Linked DNA regions of Sus scrofa: region 2 is linked to region 1. A link is a contact called in public Hi-C data. All regions are on one chromosome and are shown on one strand. The core of a region is the stretch at or near the end of the contact, and the rest is flanking DNA. Distances in the headings are between cores, read along the strand shown. Region 1 holds the start of SLC20A1 (sodium-dependent phosphate transporter 1). Region 2 holds the start of TTL (tubulin tyrosine ligase).

Region 1 (3,640 bases), core at 835-3,334:
ACCTGTGCCATTTGTGTATGACTGGTGGACCTCAGACTTCCTCTTTCTTTCCACATTCAAGTCACTCTCACTTCTCTCCACAGGCAGCGCTCTACTTCTCCCAATTTTGGCAAGTCCAAGTCTCTAAGAGCTGTACCCCACTGATCCTCTCTCCCCAAGTGAGGTGGCCAGGAGCCCCCCACCCCCCTTACAGCCCCCAACCTCCCACCTCCCCAGCCTGATTGGCAGAGGCACTTGGGAGTGTTGTCCTAAGGAGGAAGGATAAGAAGCTTTCCAGAGCCAGTTCTGCAGAATTCATTTGCGTTGCAAGGGGAATTTCCTGAATTTCTGCCCCAGCCTTCACCTCAACCCACTCCAAGGGGCCTGAACTGTGCTCTCATTTTGATGGCTATGCACCATGGCTGCGCCACCACCTCCAACAGAGGCTGTCCAACAAGCGGGTGCCAACTTAAAGGGCTAATACTACAGACTGGCAAAAGACTGCCAATGACCAGAATGAAAAAAAACACAAGTTGGGCAAAGCTCTAGGCAACTGTCTGATAAACAACTGCTTTGAAAATTACTGTTTTAAATGGCAGAACCCTAAGGACCTTTAACAGACCGGTCCTTAATTTTTTTTATAACCTTGAAATAAAGTAAAGGTGGAGGAAGGAGCACAACTGAAGGTGCCAGAATTACATTGAAATTGTGCTCCAGGATCAGTGCTCCCGGACATGTACTTTCTTTTTTTGGCCATGACCTTGGGACTTAGAGCTTTGTAAGTTACTCATATAACTCCACCAGATTTGCTAGGTAGGTCAGAGGATACTCAGGTGGAGGTTAAGCCTCCAAAGATGACCCATACACAGCAATGATTTACAACCTCTGTGTTCTCACTATTCAGTGCCCAGCTTCTAGAGACGGGAAAAGGTGGGGAGAGCTCCAGAACATTCTAAGCCTGGCTGTGTTTCTGGTTGGAATTCTTTAATCCCACCACAACCCTGACAAGAGAGCAGACCTTAATCTCCCTTGGCACGACTGCTTAGTCTTGATCTTAAGCAGAATAATGAAATATCCCCAAATGTGCAGAGCAAATCTTATTAATGTCAAAACTAGATTATATACCATGAAGAAAGGCCAAAAATCAACTTACTTGAAAATAGGAAAGCTTCCAGGAGGCAAAGAGAAAACCCCTCACATCCTTTTCTACATTCTAAAACAGGAATATTCACGGAAATGAGCATTCACTGAACACCTACAGAGATCTACTCACATTCACACACGTTAACTCATTTAATTCCCGCTACCAGGTAGGTACTGATTGTTAACAATTTACATTCCTGAGAGCAAAGTCAGAGAGATCTGAAGTCGCTCAAGGTGACACTTGCAGTAAGTAGGAGTAAGGATTTGAATCCGAAGCAGTAGCCTTCCCTCTCCCCGGGGCCACAGCCGCGGTGCAGAAAACGCAGGAGGTCTGCCACGGGGAAATTAATGATCCACAGCTACCCAGTGGCTCTGCGCCACAACTGGGAGACAACCTGGTTCTCGTGACTTCTCAGTCTTACGGTTTTCATCCAAGTGCATGACTGCGGGAGCAAGGGGACCACGTGAGCCCTCTCCCTCCCCCGGCGAGGGACAGTGCCTGTCCGGCCAAGGGCAAGTCACAGGTGCGACAACGTGCCAGGACTGGATCCGGAGCCCCAGGGCGCCAGCTCCCCTGCAGCGTCAACAGGAGGAAGGGAGGGAGGGAACTCGGCCAGGTGTGGCCTCCGGATGCTGCAGGTCACAAGTGCGCGGAAAGTGCTGCTAGAGGTGCGGCCTGCTCCGTAAAGCTCAGCTCGCGAGGCGGTAACTATAACCTTGGTCTTGTCCTCTATGACCCCCGCGGTGAGGGTCCCCCGCCGCCCCCATCACTAGCCTACAGGGCCAGACGGTGCCACGGCTCCAGGGCAAGGCCGCAGGGAGCGAGCTGGCCCTCCCCACGTGGACAGGCTCCCCTCTGGGGGCGTGGCCTCCGGCGCCAGACAGGCCAATGAGTGCCGCCGTCGGGATCCCCCAGAGGGGCACGCCGGGCTGGCGGGGGCTGCGTCAGCCCGAGGGCGGGGCTCCTGGGCCGGCGCGAGGCGCGGTGGGTCACGCGGGGCGCGGCGCGGGCTATAAGTAGAGGCCGGCAGCGTGCGCCGCTAGATGATGGCTGCCGGCGCGCGCAGCATGCTTCTTTTGCTCGGTTGCTGAGGCGCCCGCGGCTGTTTCCCGGGTGGGCCTCCACCCCCGCCGAGCTTTCCCCGAGCCTCCGGGCCCGGGCAGTGTGCTCGCCGACCGCAGGTACGTGTGTCCGAGGCTCTAGCCCGCCGCCTGGACCTCTCCGTCTCCCGCTCAGCTCCTCGTTTCCTCTGGTGAGTGGCGGTGCCGCCTTAGAAAGGCTCTTTCTTCTCCCCGGGGCCCGGCGCGGACGCTGCGGCGCGGGGTCAGCCGGCTGGGCTGGTACCAGTGGCGGGGTTCTGCTTGCGTCGCTGCCTGCCTCCCTCCCCCACCCCCCCCACCCCGCCCGGCGGCTCCGCCGCCCGCGGGCCTTTTTGGCGGTCCCCGGGCGGCGCGCGCGGGAACAGCCCTTTTCCGGTTTTCGCGCGGAGGGCGCGCGCGGGCTGGCGGCGCGGGGCCCGGCCCGGGCTGGGCGCGCGCGGGCCGAGGTGGTCCCGGCGCCACGTGCCCGCCGCCGGCTGGTCCTGTTCGGGGCGGGGTCAGCGGATTGCAGGCTGTGGGCACGGCAGGGCCCCCCCCAGCCTGCGTGAGCCCGCGTGGGGTGCGGAGCCAGCCCCCCAAGGACGCGCCGTTATTGTTACTTTCCCTCTTCTTCCAGGATGAACTTGCGTCCTTTCTCTTCTCCGCCATGGAATTCTGCTCCGTGCTTCTAGCCCTCCAGAGCCAAAGAAACCCCAGACAACAGATGCCCATACGCAGCGTATAGCAGTAACTCCCCAGCTCGGTTTCTGTGCCGTAGTTTACAGTATTTAATTTTATATAATATGTATTATTTATTAGAGCATTTTTGATACCTCATATTCTGTTTACACATCTCGAAAACCGCTCAGTAATTCTCTTGTTAAATTAAAGAACCACTACTCTAGAGAATGGCATCTACCGTGGCAACGCTGATCACCAGTACTATTGCTGCTTCTGGTCCATTGGTAGATTACCTATGGATGCTTATCCTGGGCTTCATCATTGCATTTGTCCTGGCCTTCTCCGTGGGAGCCAATGATGTAGCAAATTCTTTTGGTACGGCTGTGGGATCAGGTGTAGTGACCCTGAAGCAAGCCTGTATCCTAGCTAGTATCTTCGAAACAGTGGGCTCCGTCCTACTGGGGGCCAAAGTGAGCGAAACGATCCGGAAGGGCTTGATTGACGTGGAGATGTACAACGCGACCCAAGAGCTGCTGATGGCCGGCTCCGTCAGCGCGATGTTTGGTAAGTTCTTTTTCTGTATTGTCCTCTGAACGATGGCTGAGCACATTTCCTGTGGCGGGGTAGTTCTCTCCTTGTGCTCAGTCTTTCAGATTATTTTCTTAGGAATGCCCTGCGTACAAAATGTAATTTGGCAATTTTCTTCATAAAACTTGACCTGTTTCAGGTTCTGCTGTGTGGCAACTAGTGGCTTCGT
Region 2 (3,640 bases), core at 546-3,045, 160 kb before region 1:
TCACTACAAAATATGGGTGGGGATAAAAAAGGAGAAAAGTATCTACTGTATTTGCAAATACAGAGGTTACAGGAGTTCCTAATGAAATTCACAGCAGAGAGAGTAGCGGGCCTGTAGGGGAGAGTGGGTGGTGCAGGAGGGTGAAAGGACCCAGGCATGCTGAAAGTAGGTATCACTTTCAAGATGACTGGCTGTGAAGAGAAGCAGCCACAACGTTTTGGCCTGAGTTCTCTAAAAAGGTAGTCCTGGTATAACGATTTGAGGTTTACTGCGAAAGTGACCCCAAGACAGGTGGGATAGAAAACCGGAAAAGGAGGGAACCTAACAAGAGAAGATGCAGAAAGGAGTAAGTTGCAGCTGCGGACAATCAGAACTCTTCTGCAGCGACCTTGAAATAGAGCGTAGGATATATGCCTCCCGGCAGATTCATTCTCTGGAGGTTAGGAAGCCGGGCACTAGATACCCGCATTCCTCAGGGATGTCGGATTGCTGGGACGGGTGTGAAGGAACGTCATCATTACAGCACTCCTGGGTCTTGCCCCATTTCTCCTCTAAGCGAGCTTCCCATGGCCAGTGGAGCCTATGGGCAAAATGGAAGAAAGGAGGGCAATTTTACAATATAAGTAGATACCATGAGCACAGGGAGAGCAGGACAGGAAAGGTCGCAGGATATTCTTTCTCTAAAGAGTAAGACATCGGAAGCACATGGGTGATGTAGCTAATTTTTGAGGAAGTGTAGGAAGTTTGCGGGAAATCTGGTAGAGTCCTCTCTCTATTCCTCAAAATGCACCAAAAATGTTTCCTAAAAGGAAGTCAGGTAGGATCAGAACCAAGGGACTTTAAAGAACCTCCTTCCGGAGTTCCCGTCATGGCGCAGTGGTTAACGAATCCGACTAGGAACCATGAGGTTGAGGGTTCGATCCCTGGCCTTGCTCAGTGGGTTAAGGATCCGGAGTTGCCGTGAGCTGTGGTGTAGGTCGCAGACGCGGCTCGGATCCTGCGTTGCTGTGACTCTGGTGTAGGCCAGTGGCTACAGCTCCGATTAGACCCCTAGCCTGGGAACCTCCATATGCCACAGAAGCGGCCCTAGAAATGGCAAACAACAACAACAAAAAAGAACCACCTTCCGCCAACTCAGAAGGGGAAATCGGTCCGGAGGACGAAAAGCGAGTGGCCCAGCGCCGGTAAACGGCAGGGCGGAGTCCAGGGATCCTAGGGTCTGTGTGTGATCGGCGAATCTGAAGTCACCCCCTGGCTATGCACCATCCAGGAGGTCTCAGCAGGCTACGGAAGCATTCGACCCAAACGAAACCAACAGCCGCTTCTACGCCTCGGGTTCTCTGCGGTCCTTAAGCAGGAAAGTAAAAGAAGCCCATTTTGGACAAAGAATGGGGACTTACAACTTTCTGTTTTCATCCAGAAAACGTCCCTTTGAAAGAGTAGGTTGAAAACTACCAGAACAAGCCCTAAAAAGGGATCTTCCTCTGGCACCGCCCCCTTGGCCGTGACCCCGGGCTCGGGAGGACCGCCCCAGCTTCCGGTCCCACTCAGGGGCCTGTTCGGGAAGCTGAGGCTAAAGCCGCGCCCCCTCCTCCAGCCCCCGCACCATCTGCAGCTGGCAGCCCGCTCAGAGAGGGAGCCTGGCGCGCCCCCCGCGCACAGGCCCCCTCCCATCCGCCCGCCCTGGAGCCGGCCGCGCGGAATCACGGGGCGGAGGCGGAGCCGCGCCGACAGTGGGCGCGGCGTCGGGGCTGCGCTCGCTGCTCTGGCAGACGCGCGGGCGCCCGGGCGCCCGCGGCCGGCTACCCTAGAAGCGTGAGGGGCGGGCGCCCAGGCCGCTGGCGGGGGCGCGGCTGGAGCGTGTGGGGCGGGGCCGGCGGGGCCGACGGGTCGGGAGCGCGGCAGTCGCCCCGGCTGGTCCCACGCTGAGCAGCCGCTTGGCCGGCTGTTTCCTGCAGCGGCTGCAGGGGTGGCCCCGGCGCGCGGCCCTTCACCATGTACACCTTCGTGGTGCGCGACGAGAACAGCAGCGTTTACGCCGAGGTCTCCCGGCTGCTGCTCGCCACCGGCCACTGGAAGAGGCTACGGCGGGACAATCCCAGGTTCAACCTGATGCTGGGAGAAAGGAACCGGCTGCCCTTCGGGAGACTGGGTGAGCTTCCCCGTTTCGCGCCCTCCCGCTCCTCCCGGTAGAACGGGCGCTTTTGTTTTAAGGTCAGAAACCTTCCCTCCGTCGTTTCTCGGGCAGATAGATAAAAAATGCATCCCTTAAAGGACTAAGCCCATCGTTTTTCGTGCCTTCTCATCTCCTAAATCGGATTCGGGGCGGGAATGTAGGTGCGGGCTCCTGGAGCCGCGGCTGCCTCTTTACCATGACCCGTCCCTGCAGCCGGGGGCGGGGAGCCCAGGCCTCGCGTCTCCCGGATTCCCCAGGCCCGACGTCCCCAAATCCGGCAGGTCCGCTGGACAGATCGCCGGGCGGGGCGCGGCTACGCGGAGCCCGCTGCTGAAATCTCGCCGGAGTCCTCTTGCACATTTTCTTCACTAAGGATCCTGCCCTGCCTATGTTGGCGCGGGAGGGGAGCTTGTGTGTGTTGAAAACCCTGAGGATTCAGCTACCCAGAGGCTCAGTTAAACTGTCAAAGGATTTGGAAGAGACCTGGATTCTGAAAGCCTGAGCTTCAGCAGTGAGCCCAGCCCAGGGAAGGGCGGAAGGGTGTCTTCTCTTAGCTTCACCAAAGAACACATTCTCACGATCGTGGGTTGAATGCAGATGGTAGGTGACGCTGGATTCTCAGCCCTACTCTCTCTGCGGGAGTTACCTTCATTCACGTGGTTGAAGCTGGCACCACCGCGTCTACATCTTCCTCTGGAGGAAGGTGCTGGGGAAGCAGAGGACCGGCGGCTCCTTTTTAGATGATGTAAACCAGAAGTTGTGCACAGCACTTCAGACTCACATCCCATTGACCTGAACGTAGTCTCACGGCCTCTGACTGCACAGTCATGGGGGAATTGCAGCCTCACTAGGGGTAGCCATGTTCCCTGCCAGAAATTCCCCTGGGGTGGGGACCTGATCATATTGCCAGAGACAAATCCGTCAAGAGGAAAAGTCATCCCTGCCTTGGAGGGCTTCTCAGAGAGCCGTGTTCTATGTCCGGAGAGGGTACGGTTTTTAGAAAATAGGTGTGGTCAGAGGGTGGAGAGGTTGAATAGGGAAAGACTGAAAATAGACCATTTGGAATTGACTAGCCCTTGATGGGCTTATGGGGGGGGGACTGTAATGATTTGAGGGATGAAGGGTATTTCTACTTAGGCTTGCTGAAACTTTTTCTTTGGGAAAGGACCACCGACAACTTTCTATTGTTGTACAAGTGTGCCATGTATGATGAGGACTCCATGGAAGGGCTGATTCCAACCCCTAGAAGTCTTGGAATACAGAGAATGTGCCTGGAAGTTCCCTTTTGCGAAACTGTCTCCCCAGGAAGCCCTCAGCAAAAGAAGAAACCCTGAGTATAGTCGAGAATGTTTATTTCTGACTTGTTCTGTATGCTTCCCTGCCTGACTGACTTTCCTCCTTGAACTGAGCAGTGCCCGGCGGTCAGAGCTTAGGTGGAATCCTAAAATTAAAAGCTGACGAAAA

The links. A called contact is a pair of places that touch in the nucleus more often than the background predicts.
Region 2: a contact with region 1 is called in a Hi-C map of liver, with 5 times the contacts expected there. The contact joins the promoter of TTL here to the promoter of SLC20A1 in region 1. A contact is called at or near these places in 5 of 47 Hi-C or Micro-C datasets (heart right ventricle, liver and skeletal muscle).

The regions. Positions count from the first base shown.
Region 1 is chr3:43,858,991-43,862,630 of Sscrofa11.1, reverse strand. It overlaps SLC20A1 (sodium-dependent phosphate transporter 1), which reads left to right and starts at 2,084. Exons shown (of 11, transcript XM_021087023.1): 1 at 2,084-2,375; 2 at 2,840-3,447; 3 at 3,611-3,640. The coding sequence starts at 3,111.
Region 2 is chr3:44,020,766-44,024,405 of Sscrofa11.1, reverse strand. TTL (tubulin tyrosine ligase) reads left to right here and starts at 1,795. Exons shown (of 7, transcript NM_001004041.1): 1 at 1,795-2,152. The coding sequence starts at 1,996.